Regions from separate parts of the Mus musculus genome. Here region 2 is linked to region 1. A link is a contact called in public promoter capture Hi-C data. All regions are on one chromosome and are shown on one strand. The core of a region is the stretch at or near the end of the contact, and the rest is flanking DNA. Distances in the headings are between cores, read along the strand shown.

The links. Promoter capture Hi-C pulls out the DNA fragments that hold promoters and counts their contacts.
Region 2: a promoter capture Hi-C map of liver shows a contact between it and region 1. The contact joins two enhancer-like sites. A contact is called at or near these places in 1 of 39 promoter capture datasets (liver), 1 of 15 datasets of contacts at CTCF or cohesin (large pre-B cells), 4 of 484 Hi-C or Micro-C datasets (CD8 T cells, cerebral cortex, liver and 1 more), 2 of 115 datasets of contacts at active chromatin or transcription factors (hepatocytes and neural progenitor cells) and 3 of 9 other capture datasets (adipose tissue, embryonic stem cells and liver).

Annotation. Positions count from the first base shown.
Region 1 is chr1:51,820,293-51,824,444 of GRCm38.p6, forward strand. Myo1b (myosin IB) reads right to left here. Exons shown (of 31, transcript NM_001161817.2): 5 at 3,805-3,909. Among named protein-coding and RNA genes, the nearest start is that of Myo1b, 94 kb to the right of the region's middle. Within about 2 kb of position 2,024, at least 36 of the 459 cell types and tissues checked have an H3K27ac peak or open chromatin away from gene starts, as enhancers often do. A contact at or near this core is called in adipose tissue and liver, where this site is marked.
Region 2 is chr1:51,933,199-51,937,456 of GRCm38.p6, forward strand. No RefSeq gene overlaps it. Among named protein-coding and RNA genes, the nearest start is that of Gm33795, 19 kb to the left of the region's middle. Within about 2 kb of position 1,528, at least 117 of the 459 cell types and tissues checked have an H3K27ac peak or open chromatin away from gene starts, as enhancers often do. A contact at or near this core is called in adipose tissue and liver, where this site is marked.

The sequences.
Region 1 (4,152 bases), core at 774-3,273:
GAGCTTGCAGTGATGGCATGTCTACACACAATTCCCACGCAAATAGATCTAGCAGAAATTTTAATAAGTTTCTTAAACTTCCCTCAGTGGTTAGAAATACACAGAAAGAGAGCAAGTGGCAGCGTTGCATCCTGGCATTGTTTCGAGCACTGCTCTAAACTTAACCTTGCCTAGGTTGACACCGATTAACCCCTTTCCACAGGAACCTACTGGGCATCAAGCAGGTGCCTAGTCCTCCGCCAAAACTACCACTCAGGTTATTTCAGAAATCATTTTCTATCCTTATAGGTTTGGTGCACGTGGGTGAGGAATATAGATTGCAGGAGGCATGTGAAACTGAAAACCGTTTAATTTTGAAATAAAGCTATTTATGTAAATGTGATTACATAACTACAGTACAGTAAGAACTATACTGAGAGTTGGAAAATGAGTCATTTCAAATAAGATAAAAATGATACAGACTTTGGTAGCTCATGCCCAACAGGCAGACCTATAAGAAACATTCTAGAACACAAAGTGACCCAAAATGCACAGCCCAAGTCTGTTTTGATCTCAGTTGCTTCCAGAAGACCGATCTGCCCCGGGACAACCTTTGAAATGAGGACCCATGAGAGCTGCGGGGTGGTTCTGCCCCGGTCACAGAATGGTCCTGTTTAACACAGGTGACAGTGTAGTTGTGACAGCAAATGGACAGCTTCACCAAGCCTGTGCACAAACACTCACAAGCCAAGCTGGGGTGATGCAAAGGGAGAAGAGAGTCGTGTGAGTACAGGTCACATATGTAGAAAGGCTCCCTGTGGATGCCCCGACAGAACATCCCAAACCCTGAAGGGAACCCAGGCCAGCCCAGTACACCCTGGAGGACACAAAACTCTGCATTCCTACAAAGGCCCCCTCCAACCCAAGCTGTTTTGGTGACAAGTCACAATTGAGACTAGCAGCATCATTCCTGAAGATGTGGTTAAACAAAACGAACCTTTTGAATAAGAGGCTAGATACCACATTTCTGAAGCCTCCGTGACTTCATCAAGTTAAATGAGGGTTAGGGTGACAGGGAAGTGTCACAGAGCAAGAGTAAGTACTAGGCTAGCCAGACCTTATTTCAACAAACAAACAAACACCACATGGCTGGCTCAAAATAGGTTAAGTCAAAATTTACAAAGTCAACAGAGAAGGTTCCTTATATTTAGAGATGCTTGGGCCAAGTATGGTTTATTGAGTTCCTGACACCAAACTCTCACTTCAGAAGAAGATAGGCTGACATTTGTACACTGAGAGAGAAAGCACTGGAAACCTCAGCAAAGGAAACACGCTGAGGAAAGGGGGATTCTCACAAATTCACTGCCAAGCAAAAGTCATCTGTGAACGCAACCTTGACGACAGTGGACACCTGACCTGGTCACCATTAAACTGCAACATTTCCCATGCTTTTATGGGCTAGTCCTTTATGCCAGGTTTGAAATGTAGACCTGCCAAGTCAAATAATTAGAACAGGCCTAAATCCCAGTTCAAGATGCTGACACAAAGATCACTAGACTGTGGCCTGACAGTCAGGAAGGAGCGAAGCGCTGCTCCAGCACTTGGTTCAGAGCCCCATCTGCAAGCCATAAACCATCTCTTCCTCGAACAAGTCTGAGCTGCATATTATAAACACAACCCTAAACTCTCCAGTCTTTTACTGTGAGTCTGGAAATCTGAAACAAGTACTCCATTATAGAACACCCGAGACACATTCCACAGTTGTTGGTTGGTTGGGTTTTTTGTTTTTTTTTTGTTTTGTTTTGTTTTTTATAAAGTTCGTTGTTCTGAACGTTCATTTACAGTAGCAGCTCCAGTTAAAAAGCAAAGCGTTCCCATAAAAGATAACACACACCCACAGTGGACATTTCTTCCATTTCCTGCACTGCAGCGTCATTTCAAATACCACCAAATAAAAAGATCCTAGTCAAAAATGCAAGCTGCAGCATTCCGCTACGTTGTTGCTTTCAACCACAGCATTCCTAAAATAAGCCTGTGCAGAAATCAGCTCATGCAGAGCACATAACCTAAAGGCAAAGGGAGGAAGCAAAGGGGCCAGATCTCAGATTAGTAAAATGTAGTGATGCCACTTCTTACAGACTCTACCAGTTAAGGTACTAAATGGAGGAGCGATCAAACCGTAATAGCCTATTGGGCTCCATGCCTCCCCTATGCTGCCAGTCGGGCACATCAGTGGGCACAAAGCCATAGTCACTGCTCAGAGTTCAAGAAGATTTCCCAGAGGGAAGGAGGGGCCCAGGCAGAGTAGAAAAGGCAACAGGGAGGGATTGCGACCCTCCATGTCAAGGGTTGCCTACCAATCCCAAGATAGCTCTGCTTTCGTTAGCCTTCAATCTTGTCCTTCTGTGCTTGGAGCAATGGGTTGAGCCAAACTATTCCTCTGGCCCAGATTCTAAAAGTATGCTTTTGACTCCCTGGGGGACAGTGCCAATATTTGGAGGTTTTGTTTTTTTGTTTTTTTAATCCCAACAGGTACAAGGGTGTAACTGACACGTGGCAAGCAGAGGCCATAAATGCTAGAGCAGGCCTCCCACTCATACCAAAGACGTGCCCAGCACAGCAGCTCCAAGGCTAAGAAATCCAACTGGTGCTCCAACTGTGTTAGTCACAACACTGAGACACTTATACTATAAGACAAATTTAATAGCCTCTCTCCAATAAGGAAAAGCTGGAATTTCATGATTTAAAAAAAAATTTACTCAGTTTTTATTTTGTGTGTGTATATGTGTGTGTGTATATATATATATGTATATACATATACATATATATATATATATATATGGCAAGCATGTATATATATATATGCACATATATGTGTGTGCGTGCGTGTATACATACGCACACTACATCCATGCCTGATGTCTGCAAAAGCCAGAAGTAACTCTGGAATCAGATTTACTGACAGCTGTAAGGGGCCATGTATGTGTTAGGAACCAAACCCAAGCCCTCTGCAAGAGCAGCAACTATTCTTCTCCAGGATCCTAATTTCATTTTTAATGTAAGCATGGTTTGTTTATACCAACGGTAAATGTTATTTTTCATCTGGTGAAAGAATTCATCTCTAATTTATTCTTGATGATGGGCCAGTGTGCTTGCCCCTTTTCCTCATTCATATATTAAAGCGCTTACGCTCTATGCGACAGAATGGAGAGGTAAGCTTCTGGGAGGTACTTATGTGTGTGGAGCATGGAGAAGGGACACCAGGGAGCTCACTTCTGGTTTTGTTCCCAAGAAACACACAAGAAGAGCTTACATGAATAAGGTGGGAGTTGTCTCTAAGATGAGAGAGGTCTCCAAATGAAACCTATCTTAGCAGGATTTTGTTCTTAGATTTCTAGCCTCCAAGAATAATGAGCTAGTTACCAGAGAGCTAACAACAAAGCTTAGGAGAACTACATAGCATTTGGGCTTTCTTCGGTCCTTGATTTCCATGACAACAGACATAACCAGCCACAGGCATTACCATGAATAATAAAACATCACTACACCATCAACTGCAAAAACAGTCAATTTCTTAAAAGCAAACCAAAGTAAGTTACATAAAAATGGAATGGCAAAAGTATTTTTTAAATGGGAAAGTTCCTTTTCCATGAGTAAGCTATTGCCTCTTTTCAATACTTGAAACAAAGCCTCACAAGGCTTAATTCCTCTATAGGCTTTGGCCTGAACGGTGGGTGTCCTCTTCCCTCCCTGAACACTGGGCAGTTGAAGTGAACGAACACAGTTTGCTATTTGAATCACAAGGACCAAACATGAAATCCTTACCTTCCAGGACAGGGTTGGACTGCAGAAGCTGTTCCTTGACCTGATTGACTTCTGCTCCTTTTCCGCACACGGCAGCGACATAGGACATGACGAGCTTGCTGGCCTCTGTGGAGGGAAACAGCCATGTTACTCAATTCTAAAGAATCTTTGAATCATATTTGGAGAGAAGATTCACTAGCTGCATTTCCAAACATCTTTATTGTTGGGTAGACACATGTTTTGGAAACTTTTTCAGCTCTGCATTTTAAACTGATATATCATCAATTTAGTTAGAATATGGCTTGCGCTTGAAGCCTATTTCTGAGCTGTTAAAAACAAAAGCTAAGTTACATGGTCAACAAAAAAATC
Region 2 (4,258 bases), core at 278-2,777, 110 kb after region 1:
ATTTGCTCTAGGGAAAGGCAGATATCATATCATGAGGATGCTCAGTCAACACGTGGAAAGGTCCACGGGGTGAGGGACTAAGGCCTTGTAAAGCCCAACCAATTCCTTTTTTAAAAAGAAACTCCATTTTGTTCGAGGCCAGGGGCTAAACTCCAGTTCCAGGAATAAAGTCAGAGTCCTCCTGAGCAAGTACCCTATGACAACCCATCCCCCTTAGCAACAGCCAGTGAGGCTACAATAGCAGGGTCAAGATAACTCAAGACATCCTGCAGAGAATAAGTAACTTATCCATCCTGGTGGTCCGATGGCTTCGTTCTCATCTTCAGTTCCTACGGAGTACAGCAGAAATGTAGTTTTTAAAATATTAACTTGCTGACCTGTATAGATGCATGCCCCAAGTTTGCTGTATCCGCAATACAAATCCTGAACCCCTAGACTCAGGGCTCTCACTCTGACCCACTATGATGGTGAGAGAGACCTTGCTCACAATAAAGACCGTTACATGGTTTACATTGGAATTGGCTCCTTAGTGGTCTTTGGGTACATGCAACTTGGGCTTAACAGCCTCCTGACAGCAATCATTTAAATCAACTCTCTCAAATCTTGAAAACCTTGGCTGCCTGACTCCTCACCCAGCACTTGCCTTCTGAGAGGGAACCATCTAGACGCGCCACTTAATTACTGATACTCAGGAACTATGTCATAAGTTTGTTGTTTTGAGCTAGGATAATTTATTTTATGTAGTAATGGATAATTCATATATTATGTAATGGTACAATATTATATGTTTGGTACAGTATTATAATTGATTTGATTATGCCATTTCAGACCCTGTAGGCATTTAATCCATGGGACACTGTAGGAATGCTCTTCTGTGAGCAACAGAGGGTTTCTCTCCACCCTTTCCTTGTGCCAAGGTCTTCTTTTAATTTGGGCCATGGCCTTTGACATTGTGTCTGATTCTTAATTCAAAGACTACCAAACATGCTCCTCCCACAAAGAGCGGCCTCCCTTCTAATTGACCAGTGTTGCTCCAGTTACGAGTCATGTCATACCTCTGTGACGTGGCCTAGAGTTGCAGCTCAAGATTTTATAGCCATATTTATACCGCCTGCACAGCATGGAATGAGGCCAGCAGAAGTTGCACCCCATGGCTCTATAATCTGCTCTAGTCACCCAGTTTGGAATAGGACTGATTAGAGGAGCTTCGAGAGATAAGCCATCGAGGCTATGGCCTAGCTCCATGTCCTTGTTCTGTAGGATCCCGTCTCAGTGATGAGTGAGAAGGTTAGTGGCTTGTGCAATACCAGTAGACACACTTGAAAAGTGAGTCCCTCCCTGCCTATGCAGTAACATCAGAGCATGAGGGTCCTAAGTGTAATTTCTGATCCAGCAAGCTAGACGTTTAAAACCTGATGGGTGATGACCACAGTGTCTGGGACTTCCTCTCACTGTGTACCATTCAGAGGGCAGATGCGAAACAGGAACATGAACAATAGATAGAGTGGTCTGCCACTTCCTCTTTCTGCACGTCGGGGAAGTTTCATTCACCAAAACAAAGTTATCACTGCTCTGTAAAGTGACAACTATGTCACTTTACAGCACTGTGTCAATACAGAAAACCAGACAGTCACAGCTCCCTGGCACAGAGGCACCCAGGAAGTGGGAACTGTCTAGTGTTAGAGAATAAAGTGAAGATGACTTACTGAACCACCATCCTCCACTTTTAATTCAACTTTATAAGGCAAAACTGGTAATGGGTTGGAAATAAAGGAGAGAGCACAGTGGTGGGAGAAAGCAGGACTCTATGATCATCACTGCACTACAGAATCCACCCTAAGCTCTGATCTCAAGGCAAACCCTTCACTTTAAATGAGCCTATTATGCTCACAGCAGATGCAGCCAAGAACAGGAAAAGCCAGGTCTGCCCCACTGAGCATTTTTCAACAGAAGGCTTAGGGAATTTGTTTACTATCCTGATAACCTTTACTCCAGACCAATGGCCCTCCTCTGGTTCTGTTTTTAAAACCTGAGTTTGTCAGATGAGGAAGGCTAAGCCAATTAGCCAGCTGAGCTAAGTCAGAGTTTAAGAGGAGTCCCTAGAGAAGGCCCCATCCTGCCTCTCATGTCAAATCTATCCTAACGTGGTGTCTCCAGAGGTAGAACCACAAAGACACTCCATGAGGACATTGGCCCGCCTCTGATTTGGTTTTACATTTTCTCTTTGTGTTGTCTTTGTAAGGTATGATGATTATGATGTTTGAGCCTGTCTTCCCAAATACAGCTCCTAACACATGATTTCAGAGTTCACAGAAAGAAGGGAGAATTGAGAAATGGACACGTGTAATGGGATTAAATGAGACTTGGTTTTGCCGAGTTCCCGGTGGTTCTAAACACAGCCTATATGATCCCAAACAACAAGAGCCATTCTGCAGTTTGCATGATTAGTTAATGAGCACCTACTAAGCACATGGAACTGAGGTAGTGCATGATACTCTAAGAACATTACACTTCTATTTCATGCACAGAGTCTTTCAGCTCCTTCTAAAGCTGAAGACAGAAACAATCTTGTCTTTAACTTCAGCAGAAAGTTCCACACAGAGAATATTTTTCAAAGTATCTTCTCTCCCATGGAAAGGTTCTCTAAGCAGGCACTGCCTATCTTTACGAATAAATTGTTTTTAAAAGTTTACCTCACAGCTCATATGCAAATTCTTATTGGTAGATAAGAGAATAACTAATTGCAGTAGATGAAGAAGTTTTCTTACATGATGCATTTAGATACCGTTATGGGAATCTTTGGGGTGGGAGGGAAATGAGAGAAATTTTATAATTCAAGGATATGGACCTTTCCACACACCCTCTTTTCCTTATAATTAACTTATTTCCTCACTGAAGAACAACACATTTCCTCAAGCTAATATAAAATATATTAATAACAAAGAACCTCTGCTCCTTCTATCTTGGAAGTAAACCCTACAAAGCTCTTGGGATAAATTCTGGGAGCACCACGCAGTTCTTTGAAAGCTGGAATTTGTATCTTTAGAGCGTTTGTGAAAGAAACGTAGCTCAGTGCCCTCTGGAGTCACTTGTTGTCTACCACAGGCTGCAGTAGTTATATTGAAAAAAGCGAGCATAGAATGTTTGAAAACATTGTTCTGAGGTATGCTCCTCGGGGCTCTCTCAGAACATGCTCCAACAAGCTCTTCCTAGCCAAGGAGAACTCCTCTGGGACTCAGAAAACCTTTACCATCCCAATACAGGTCTTTTAGGAAATTTGGGAAAGGGAGAGGGAAATGAAACTATTTTCCCAAGGCAAAGACTTCTGGTTAGTAGGAACAAGTATAGAGTCTGGAAGTAAAATAATTGAATGGCCTTTCTGATTTTAAACATGTCTTTTTTAAAAACGCATTTCCGGCATGTGGGAGACGTGGGTAAATAGTTGGTAAGTGACAGTAATGTTGTAGTGTGGATGACCTGGGATGAAATATTCTTTTTTGAAACAGTTCGTTTTTTATTCAGAGTGTCTTCCAGTCTTAATTTTATTGACCTTACAGGTGGCTTCAATTTTTTTCAAAAGTGTGATGTGACTTCTATTTTTATGTATTCAAACCTACTTCAATATTAATAATTATGGCTGTGACTCTCAGCAGAGGGTGTTCATTGGCTCCTTTGAACAGGGCTCTGCGGGGAGGGGGGGGGAGGGAAGATCCTCCCAACCCCTGGTTTGGAGCCCTCAGCAGGGGTAAAATCACTAATGAAGCAAGAATTTCTCTTGTTTATTTTTCTAGAAGAGAAAAGAAAGACTCTTTGAAAAGACTTCTATACTAAAAAGAAAGAAAAACACAAGGTTGTCTGTGTTCTTCACTTCCTGTCCAGGCAGTTAAACAGAAGGATGAAGGTCTGTCTAAGAATTAACTCTGGAACCCCGAAAAAGCCTCACAAATCCCAGAGCCCACAGCACCCTGTCTGGGCCTCCCTTATCTGTTAAGGAGGACAGAGGACCTAATTCATGAAGTAGTTTGAATAACGTGTAAAACACTGGAACAGAAAAACAGATGCACGAAAACTGCTCATTAAATACTGGTAGCTTTGGGTAAAGGTAGAAATAGCCTTGTAATGTTGGTTGGAAGAGTTGAAAGTTTGGATGTAGCTCTGTGACAGAGTGCTGGCCTGTCACATGTGACCCTGTCTTCAGTGCTAGAGTTTTCACTAGATCACTCAGGGACAATAAAGAACTTGTGGAAGAAAGACACTT